Regions from separate parts of the Macaca mulatta genome. Here region 1 is linked to region 2. Evidence: chromatin contacts called from public Hi-C data. All regions are on one chromosome and are shown on one strand. The core of a region is the stretch at or near the end of the contact, and the rest is flanking DNA. Distances in the headings are between cores, read along the strand shown. Region 1 holds the start of SOX9 (SRY-box transcription factor 9). Region 2 has its middle 670 kb from the start of SOX9.

The links. Hi-C and Micro-C count contacts between places; a contact is called where the count stands out from the background.
Region 1: a Hi-C map of fetal cortex germinal zone shows a contact between it and region 2, with 6 times the contacts expected there. The contact joins the promoter of SOX9 here to the enhancer-like site in region 2. A contact is called at or near these places in 5 of 14 Hi-C or Micro-C datasets (blood, cortical neurons, fetal cortex germinal zone and 2 more).

The regions. Positions count from the first base shown.
Region 1 is chr16:81,758,203-81,763,969 of T2T-MMU8v2.0, reverse strand. It overlaps SOX9 (SRY-box transcription factor 9), which reads right to left and starts at 3,785. Exons shown (of 3, transcript NM_001032868.1): 1 at 3,355-3,785; 2 at 2,198-2,451; 3 at 779-1,623. The coding sequence starts at 3,785. The coding sequence ends at 779. It overlaps LOC106994120 (a long non-coding RNA gene), which reads left to right and starts at 4,337. Exons shown (of 5, transcript XR_013407123.1): 1 at 4,337-4,394.
Region 2 is chr16:81,091,481-81,096,661 of T2T-MMU8v2.0, reverse strand. No RefSeq gene overlaps it. Among named protein-coding and RNA genes, the nearest start is that of SOX9, 670 kb to the left of the region's middle. Within about 2 kb of position 2,646, at least 4 of the 40 cell types and tissues checked have an H3K27ac peak or open chromatin away from gene starts, as enhancers often do. A contact at or near this core is called in fetal cortex germinal zone, where this site is marked.

The DNA.
Region 1 (5,767 bases), core at 2,536-5,035, 670 kb before region 2:
CTATTGTTTACTCTCATAATTGCAAAATAAGGCCTTTATTTTTTTTAAGGCAGCTCCTCCTTGAATCGCAAAGCCTGAGGAATTAAGCAAAGTTAACCCCCAAAACTGATCACATAACACAATTCTTTTTAAAATGTTAATACAACAGGAATTTTTTTTTTTTTTTGTAAGAGAAAGCAAATCTGTACAAAAATACTCTGGTTGCAAGAAAAGCTAGGGCACACTGTTCAACTAAGAGTAGTTTAGCTGTTGGAAAAATAAGAGCATTTAATTTTATCTAAAAATATGTATAAATCCCCTCAAAATGGTAATGAATCATACACAGTACATACTAAAAATATTTAAAATAGAGAATATTCCTCACAGAGGACTTTTTTCTTTAATTACTGCTAAAAAAATAATTACAAAGTCCAAACAGGCAGAGAGATTTAGCACACTGATCACACGATTCTCCATCATCCTCCACGCTTGCTCTGAAGAGGGTTTAAAAAGTCCAGTTTCTCGTTGATTTCGCTGCTCCATTTAGCCAAGGTTGGCCTGGCCACTGATTGGCCACAAGTGGGTAATGCGCTTGGATAGGTCATGTCTCTGTCTTGGAAATTTGGGTACGAGTTGCCTTTAGCTTAAATGTCTTTAAGGAAGAAGAAGAAGAAGAAAACAAAAAACAAAATAAAAAACAAACCCCACAAATGTCCAAAGGGAATTCTGGTTGGTCCTCTCTTTCTTCGGTTATTTTTAGGATCATCTCGGCCATCTTCGCCCTTCATAGGAGGCCTCCTCAAGGTCGGGTGAGCTGTGTGTAGACGGGTTGTTCCCAGTGCTGCGGGCTGTGGGTCTGCGGGATGGAAGGAACCCCAGAGGTGTCGGCGATGGGGGTGTACATGGGGCGCTGGGCGGGGTTCATGTAGGTGAAGGTGGAGTAGAGGCCGGTGCCCTGGCCCGCCGCGTGGCTGTAGTAGGAGCTGGAGTTCTGGTGGTCGGTGTAGTCGTACTGCGAGCGGGTGATGGGCGGGTAGGAAGGGCTGTAGTGCGGAAGGTTGAAGGGGCTGTAGGCGATCTGCTGGGGCGAGTGCTGCTGCTGCTCGCTGTAGTGGCTGGGGCTCAGCTGCTCCGTCTTGATGTGCGTTCGCTGGGACTGGCCCGGCTCGCTGCTCAGTGTGGTCAGCGTGTGCGCCTGTGGCTGCTGCGGGGGCGCGGCCGGCTGCTGCGGGGGCGCCGCCTGCTGCTGGGGGGGCGCCTGCGGGGCCGGCGGGGCCTGCGGAGGCTGCTGCGGGGGTGGCGGCGGCGCCTGCTGCTTGGACATCCACACGTGGCCCGCACCCGCCGGGGTGGCCGCGGTGCTGCTGATGCCGTAGCTGCCCGTGTAGGTGACCTGGCCATGCGTGGCCGGCACCCCCGGGTGGCCGTTGGGCGGCAGGTACTGGTCAAACTCGTTGACGTCGAAGGTCTCGATGTTGGAGATGACGTCGCTGCTCAGCTCGCCGATGTCCACGTCGCGGAAGTCGATGGGGGGCTGTCTGCCCCCCTCTGGCAGGGGGCGCCCCTCTCGCTTCAGGTCAGCCTTGCCCGGCTGCACGTCGGTTTTGGGGGTGGTGGGTGGGGTCGGTGGGCCCTGGGATTGCCCTGCGGACAATAAAAGAACAAGCACGGGAAAATCAACAAGTGCTGTGCAGACGCCCTAGTCTTAGGCACCCTCCGGGGACCCTCCCTCGCTGCTAAAGTGTAGTAAGGGCCCGCACCCGCGCGGGAGGCGCGCTGCACCGGAGATAACTCGCCCAATGATTAACCCGCCGGTACACACTGGACAGCCCCCTTTTATCAGGGGAGGGTCTGGGGCCCGGAGGGTCCGGAAGAACAAATTGCTACTTGTAGAAGAGCCCTGTGTATGCTTTTGGGGTGGGGGAGCAAAGGAAGAAGGGGGAGGTCTCGTAAGGCTTGTAAGGGCATTTTACCTCCCAATAAAAAGAGTTAATCTCTTCGGATGCTGGGATTGAGTTGGGGTGTGTGTGTGTGTATGTGTGTGTGTTTGGGTGCCTCTTAGGCTCTGGGTAGAGAGGGGGAGCGGGACAGGGGCAAAGGGTAGTGTGTACCTCCCGGGAAGCATAAAGTCTCCACAAAGAATCTCCCAGGTGGAGGGCAGGGGGTGTGCCAGGCGGGCCGGGGGTGGCTTGTCCTGCGGGGCTGAGGGGCGACTCACCCGAGTGCTCGCCGGGGGAGTGCACTTCGCTCATGCCGGAGGAGGAGTGCGGCGAGTCAGCCTGCAGCGCCTTGAAGATGGCGTTGGGGGAGATGTGCGTCTGCTCCGTGGCCTCCTCTGCCTCCGCCTGCCCGTTCTTCACCGACTTCCTCCGCCGCGGCTGGTACTTGTAATCCGGGTGGTCCTTCTTGTGCTGCACACGCAGCCGCTCCGCCTCCTCCACGAAGGGCCGCTTCTCGCTCTCGTTCAGAAGTCTGCTCGGGGCGGGGCAGGGCGGGGGGCACAGAGAAAAAGAGGGAGAGGGGTCAGTGAAACCCGCCAAACTGTCAGGTCGGCGGGGAGGCGGCGGCGACCCAGACCACTTGGCTTTCTTTGCATACAACTCCATCTTCCCTCCCGCCTGCAACCACAGCTTATAACTTTTCTTAAAAATAAACAAATAAATAAATAAGTTCTTGCAGTCCGACCTGAGCGGTCACTCCCCGCCCCCTCCATCCCCTCCCCTTTTATTTCTATTTTGGAAACGCCGAAGATGAAAACGACTCCTGCTGCTGCCCCCTAAACGCCTTTGCTGCTGGAGTTATCGCCCCCAATCCCAACACCCTTAAAAACTTTTCCCCAATTACTCTCCAATTCTCACCCCCCCATACACTCCCACCTATTTCCAGCAGCCTCCCTCCTCCCGCCTCCCAATTCCTGCCAAGGGTCTCCTCCAACCTCGGTTTCTCCCCTGCCCCATCTCCGTGGGTGTGTGTGTGTGTGGGGAGGAGGGGGCTGCACGAGACAGTGCAGTTTTAAGGGGCGGGGTGGGGGAAGCCAAGCTTCACTTCCCCGCCCCGATTGAGCTTCCAGGCGACGGGAGAGCAGGATGGCAGCCCCCTCCTTCCGTCTCCCACCAGTCTTCGTCCATCCTCCAGCTACCTCCCCCACCCCTTCCACTTACCACCCCCTCCTCCGCGTCCCCGAGAGCAGCCCAAGAACTTTGACAAACTCTGAGCCACAGTTACACCCCGTTCCCACTCCCACACCCCCATCCCGCCGGCTCCCGGAACCGCAACTCCCGGGCGATGGGAGGCGGGGCGGGGCAAGTCAGCCCTGGCCAGAGCCCCCCGCCGCCACGATGCCCACCTTGCCGCGCCGCCCCCGCTGGGCCCTACCTCCAGAGCTTGCCCAGCGTCTTGCTGAGCTCGGCGTTGTGCAAGTGCGGGTACTGGTCCGCGAGCTTCCTGCGCGCCGCCTGCGCCCACACCATGAAGGCGTTCATGGGCCGCTTGACGTGCGGCTTGTTCTTGCTGGAGCCGTTGACGCGCACCGGCATGGGCACCAGCGTCCAGTCGTAGCCCTTGAGCACCTGGCTGACTGCCTCGCGGATGCACACGGGGAACTTGTCCTCCTCGCTCTCCTTCTTCAGGTCGGGCTCGCCCTTGGGGAACGTGTTCTCCTGGGGCCGCGTGTTCTCGGTGTCCGAGCCGGAGCCCGACGGGCAGGGCGAGCCCGCGGAGTCCTCGGACATGGTGGGGCTGGGGGCGCCGGACAGGCCCTTCTCCTGCTCGTCGGTCATCTTCATGAAGGGGTCCAGGAGATTCATACGCAGGCCCGGGGCAGGGGGCGGGTGGCCGGGAAAGGCGAGAAGCCGCGGCGGCTCGGGGACTCGAGGCGCGGGCTCCTCTCCCCTCGGCTGCCCGGATGCGGAGCGAGCGGCTCCCGGGGAGGCTGGCGCGTCGGCCGGCTACCACTTAGGGAGGCGCGGGGCCAGTCCGCAGCTGCCCGCTCCAAGTAGGGGGAGGCGAATTGGAGAGGAGGAGGAGGGGAGGAAAAGGAGCAAAAGTGGGGGCGCTTGTACCCCTTCTCTTCTCCTCCTGCAAAGAAAAGTTTCCGGGGTTGAAACTGGCGAGTCTCCGCGCCACTGAAGTTTCCAGTCAGTTTCGAGCTCCGCTCTCCGCTCTCCAACTCCCAGCCCAGGGTCTCTTTAATAAATACTCCTCCTCACCTTAGAGCCACCCGCCAATCACAGCACAGCAGTCCCAGGCAGCTGATTGGACCCGATTTTGGGGAGGGAGGAGGATTGCGGCACTGGGCTGGGTGACGAGACGGGAGGGGAGGAGAGGGGAGGGGAGCGCAGCCAAAGGGTGGATGGTCGGGAAGGGGGGGCGGGGGGTGCTGCGGGAAAGGCGGGGGACCCGGGACTTCCAAGTGTGTAAGTTTGTCGAACTCTCGGAATGCCAGAATTTTAGTGACTTCTCCGCGCGAATCTTTGTGTGTGTGTGTGTGTGTGTGTGTGCGCGCGCGCGCGCGCGCAAGTGTGTATGTCTAGACTAGGATCTACCCCCACCTCCGACATTTATTTTCACTGCTCTCTCCGCGGCACAGGGGACTTAGCTGGAGTTTGTAGTATTCGAAAAGCAGCCGCTTCTTAATGCGTAGCCGAGTTTACGCGCCTGGGGCCTGCCTGCCTGCAAAAGTGCTTAGAAATAGTCTTTTGAAGCAAATGTTTTGGTGACTCAACGCCCGCTGTTCCTCCGTAATAATCCACATAAATAGATTAACATGCTCGGGTTCGCCGGGGCTGGTGCGGCTGGTCAGGATTCTGCTGCGCTTTTGCAAAGGGAGTCAATGGAAAGCAAAGCTAAGTCCCCGCGAAGGTTGGCAGCGGCGGCCGTGGCCACGCAGGATCCCCGCGCTCTCGGGGCCGCCCCGCGCCACACCGACCTTGAGCTCTGACAAGTCTTTCTCCAGTCCCGCGACCCCGCCGACGCTCCTCAGTAACAGGGCTACTGCTCTGACGTTTTGGTCTTTGCCTCCTGGTCGAGTCAGAAACGTCAGCCGAGTCGTCCTGCCTGGGGAGAGTTTGCTAACTGCTCTGGCTTTGAGAGATCGAAGTTTGCCAATGCGGCTGTCCCAGGCCGCGAGGCCCAGGCCGGTCACTTGGTTTGCAAAAGGCCAAACAAATGGGCACCACGGCAGACAAAATGCTCCACTCTGGCAGAGTCGTGCTGCTTGCCCGCTTTTGCTGGCATTTACTAAACACCTGAAGGGGTGAAGCGCCGGTGCTTCTGACTCCAGTCCGGTCGGTTCAGACCTGCATATAGTTTGGAGTTCTGGGGGAGGCATTGGTGGTGTCTCTCATGTATTTCAAGTGTGATTTGAGCACAACCTTTGTGTTCACACGAAATGCTTAGAGCCAGGTTGGGTAAGTGCAGAGCTATCTGCTCTGGGACAGAAGAAAAATCTTGGTCGTTGCGGGTTCCGTGCTTTCAGAATCCCAAATAAACGCATAACATTGGGAAAACTCTTTAATTTTAAACTCCCCGCCCCCCCCCCTTTTGAACTCTTGCAAAAATTCGCCTCTAATTAAATTGTTGTTATGGTGAATCGGCCCACATCATATTAAAAACTTTTTTTTTTCCCCTTTCTAATTTGCGAAGTGAGGACACTATCACAAGATCCAAATCAATGTCCTTCCGGGAGAACTTTTAAAAATCTTGTTTTCTCTCGTTGTCTTTGAAAGAAGCCCGACATTTCTTATAGGAAATGGAATTCTTCATCTCTTCATAAGGTAGTAAGTTATAG
Region 2 (5,181 bases), core at 1,397-3,896:
AAAACATCCAATTTGCCTATTCTGGATAGATGCAAAAGGATGATACAGTGTGTTCTTTCCAGCATTGTATCAAATCAGGTTGCGCGTAGAGTCAATGCAATAGGAAGTTAGTCTATTTTACAAAAGTTCACTGGTACGTCTTATATCTGTTTGTTTACTCCAGACTTGAGACTTGGAAAAAATTCATTTGCCTTCCACATATGAGATTGACCCCTAAAATGAAGGGGTGAACAGGAAACTATCACTTGTCTTCCTTCATGAACAATGACCCCCACCCTTGTACCCCATCTTCCTTGCCCATACAAGGGCAAAGGTCTTGGCGTAGCTTCCTTAAGCAGACCTTGATGTGTGGAGACCTGCAGAGATGACCAGCGGAGGTTAGATGGTTTTTCTCTGAGATAAACTTAGTTCCATGCCTCCTGTCTCTCATCCATCGGAAGCTAGTTTAATGTTGAGCAGAGTGGCCAGAGCAGAGAGAAACAATTTCTGGCTGTCTTGTAGATGACTACTAATGGTTGTGCCTAGTTCATGAGTCCCTTTTGTCTTTTAGGGAGAATAGGATATGAAAAGAAATATGAGATGCGACTAAAAGGTAAATAAATCTTGTTATTTTAATAAACATAAAAAGGTACACTCCCCCATGGGCATTCTCACCTTTGACTTTGTCCCTTTCAAAGTTTATACAATTTTTCATAAGCTTTTGGAGCTCCTTTTTTCAGAATGGCTCTTAGAGCCTGAAGCACATTCCTTAAATGTTTAAATATTTGAGGGCAGATTTGACTTTGGCAGCAGTCAATTACCTTTTACAGTTGGGGAATCCCATTTGGATCCCAAAAGGAGTTGCAGCTGTAAAGTAATGAGACTAATATTTTTATGTGGGTGATGCAGTGTTTCTAAAAGCCCAAGAGTTTTGAAGGTAGACATGAATGTCCATGGTTTATTCAACCAACATCACTGACCTAACACCGAGCTTCCTGAATACGCATCAGAAAGGGATGTGCTAGCTATGTTTGGCTATGCAAAGCCTTAGTTATGGTTAGGGATGGGATTCAGCACCCGTTGTGGTGTAGTATCTTCCTGCTATTTCTAAAACGCATTTATATAGTCCGTTTTCACGCTGCGGATAAAGACATACCTGAGACTGGGTCATTTATAAAGAAAAAGAGATTTAATGGACTCACAGTTCCACATGGCTGGAAAGGCCTCACAATGAAAGGCATATCTTACATAGTAGCACACAAGCGAGAATGACAGCCAAGGGAAAGGGAAAACCTCCTGTAAAATCATCAGATCTCGTGAGACGTACTCACTCCCCCGAGAACAGTATTGGGGAAACTGCTCCCATGATTCAATGATCTCCCACCAGGTCCCTCTCACAACACGTGGGAATTATAGGAGCTACAATTCAAGATGAGATTGGGATGGAGACTCAGCCAAATCCTATCAGTGTCTATGGGGATAATGACAGGCATGTGGAAAGGAAAACAGAAAATAAAGATGAGAACAAAAAGAAATTGGAGAAAAATAAGACAGAGAGTTTTGTTAATTTGGTGATGGAAAATGGTGGATAACAGGATCAGAAACAATCTTTTGAGCTTCCCTCAGTAGCATTGCTCCCAAGAAATCCTTCTGAGATTTGGGGACTGGTTTCTGTGATGGTTAATTTTATGTGTCAACTTGACTGGTCTATAAGGTGCCCAGGTAACTGATCAAACATTCTGAGTCTTTCTGTGAAGGTGTTTTTGGACAAGTTTAACAATTAAATTGATAGACTGAGTAAGGCCAATTGTCCTCCCTAAGGTAGGTGGGTCTCATCCAATCAGTGGAAGACCTGAATAGAACAAAAAAGTGGACCTTTCCCTAAAGACGAGAGAATTCCTCCTACCTGACTGCCTTCAAGCTGGGTCATTAGTTTTTTCCTGCCTTGGGATTCCAGTTGAAATAATGGCTCTTCCTCAGTCTCGAGCCTGCTGGCCTTTGATCTGGAACTACACCGTCAGTTCTCCTGAGTCTCCAGTCTGCTGCCTACAGATCTTACAACTTGTCAGCCCCTGTAATCGCATGAGCAAATTCCTTATAATGAATCTATCTATCTATCTATCTATCTATCTATCTATCTATCTATCTATACATATATATAATACATACACACGCAAACTTCCTTCTGTCTCTGTTTCTCTGGAGAACCCTGACTAATACAGTTTGGGTACTCACAGTGATCTTGTAGTCTGCGGTTTTGCTGACCTTGCCCTTCATAAATCTTCATCACCATGTTAATGAATCTTGACAGATGAGAAACTCTAAGCCAGAAGGCGGGGGGTGGGGGGTGAGGGGAAGCCAAACACCAGGACTGGCAATAGCTTATTGTGGCTGCATGTCTCTGCCCAAGGCTCCCGGGATTAGCACAATCAGCAGGTGGCTTGGGACGGACATCTGAACCGGAAGAATCCTCTCCTTCCTCACTCTCACCCCCTGCACCTCTATTCTGTTGGGGATCATTACAGATTTTTAAACTCTAACTGTGGAAACGAATGCAGCTGCTCTTTGTAATTGTTTGTGAAACTGAGTTAAAGGGAGGTTGTTGTGGCACTGCAGGTGCAATCATTAGATGCATCTATGCTGTGTAATTAACCTCATTTCCATGTGAATGTCCATGGTTTATGCGCTGCTTACAGAACTCACGCCATGATCATTACACTTACAGTCAATCCAATTAGACAAAGGTTCCCACACTTAGAGAAAGATCAGGACAAACTGCAAGGGTAGGCCTCTCTCAAGAAGGTCTCTAGTTAAATGTCTCAAAATAAACAACTGTGGCCTAATTAATTGTATGACAGGCCAAAGGAACACACCAAGGAGCTACTTATGTGCCTGGAGCCCCATCCTAGGAAGCTGCTTAATAGAATTTCCTTTTGTTCACACTTGCAGTGGCTGAGAGATGTGCACAAATGGGGGATGGTCTGGTGGCTATACTTCATCCTCTCTCTCTGGTTGCCCAATGAGATATCCAATGGCTTTATTTTGATGAGTTTTTTAAATCCTTTTTTTATGTTCTCAGAACAATTAGGGGGAAAAAATGCATCCATGCTTCTCAGAGAAAGTTACTTGGTCAAGCTAGCAGAGTTTTCCGTGATATTTTAGCAGAGCTACAGCCAGAGGGCGCCATTGAAGGATAGTCTTTTTCCTGGATATCTCAGATTTACTCGCTTCCTTTTCCTCTGAAGATCTTTAATGCAGCTGGTTGAACCCCTAATTTTAAACATTTTGTCATAACCTGTATGCTATGCATGTCTGTCCTTTCTCTTTAAGTGATAGTTCCTTGAAGGTAGAGCTCATACCTTAGAATTCTATTGTGTCCCCAAAAATGCCTTGCACCACACCAGTAACTCCCCGGGAGCTCAATAAATGCTTGGAGGATCCACTGATTAAATGATAAGGACCAGTATTTGTCAACTATTCAAAGGAATTGACATAAGTTTTTAATATCACAGAACACATCAGAGACTATTTGAACCTCAAAAAAGTCAGGCTAAAAATAAAGCAAGTCAGGAAAAAGAGCAAAAAGATACAGAGTAAACCACAGTCCTTGAAAGAATGAAAGCTTATGAGGGGTTTTTTTGTGTATGTGTGTGTGCTGAATTTCTGACTAAGGTCAGAAGAGCGAGACCATCCTGGCTAATATGGTGCAACCCTGTCTCTACTAATAAAAAATACAAAAAAATAAAATAGCCATGCCTGGTGGCACGAGCCTGTAGTCCCAGCTACTCAGAAGGTTGAGGCAGGAGAATCACTTGAACCCATGATGCAGAGGTTGCAGTGAGCCGAGATCACGCCACTGCACTCCAGCCTGGGTGACAAAGTGAGACTCCGTCTCAAAAAAAAAAAAAGAACACGGACTTGTCTATAGCATGTATAGCATCCCAGGCTGAAAATCCAAATGCTTTCTTCCCTCACCCATTCCACGATCATTTATATGCCAAGTGCTGTGCTAATGGTTGTAAATGTGTTCAAAGTCTAATGAGGAAGGCAGACATGTAAAAAAGTAAATAGGTATTTATAGTATCTGGTAAATGCTATAATTGCAATGGAAACAAAATTGGCACAAAACCAGCCTGGAAGACTTGTATACTCTGTGTGTGCGTGTGTGTGTGTGTGTGTGTGTGTGTATTCTAGATATATATATAACATCGCTATATAAAAATGTGTGTGTGTGTATATATATATATATGCACAACCTAAATAAGCACAATTGCCTAGAAATGAGGGTCTACCCTATTGAGAGGAGATGATTCTAAGTAGAATTCTGGTGGTCCAGAGCATTAAAACATATTTAAAAAACATTTCTGAGATATCTGAAACAAATATGGCAGAAAGGTTATTGTTTATAAAATCTTGGTAGTGAGTAAAATATGATTATTGCATTATTTTCTAGATAATTAAAATATTACCATAAGTAGAAATAAATAAACAAATGATAGAAAACAGAGAAAAAGCAACCAAAGAAGGTAAGAAGGTTTGCGTCAGTCTGGTATTATTTTTTAAAAAACCTAAAATCAGATCACCCACGTTTACCCATCTAATATGACAACTGTCAGTTTCCGGCTGACTAAAAGTCTGTAACCTGCCGTTGAACCCTCCCAGTCATTCTGTCTGTGGGAATATTTTTCTGTAAGACAAGCCAGGGCAAGTCTACAGCGATCCCTGTAGAAGAGTTAAGGACTGACTGTAACTCGGGAAAGTTTGAACACTCAATCCGGTCCGTAGTAGATAAGAGCGTCATGGCCTGTGGTGGCTATTCTTTGTTTCTCTTTCCCTATTCATTGGTCATTATTCTCCTCCCTACTTCATGCCCTAGAAGACAGCCCTTAAAAAAAACTTCAACAACTGGATTCCCTTGTCCTCCGGAAAAATATTTTAGGTCAGAAATTCAAGTATCTAATTGAATTTGATAATTCTTGTCAGAGGAAAATTTCACCATCAAGCCTCTAAGATATTCTGCAGCAACACCCATAACTTGGGACTTGAGCCATAGAGAGTGTGAGGTCCAATTACTGAAAGTACTAATTACCTTCATAAAATAAGTGAGGGCTAAGGGATGGGGGTGGCTATGGGTGGATATAATTTAGTTTCTTTCCATTGGCCCACATAAGACCTAACCTGGGAAAACATCACCTAGGCATC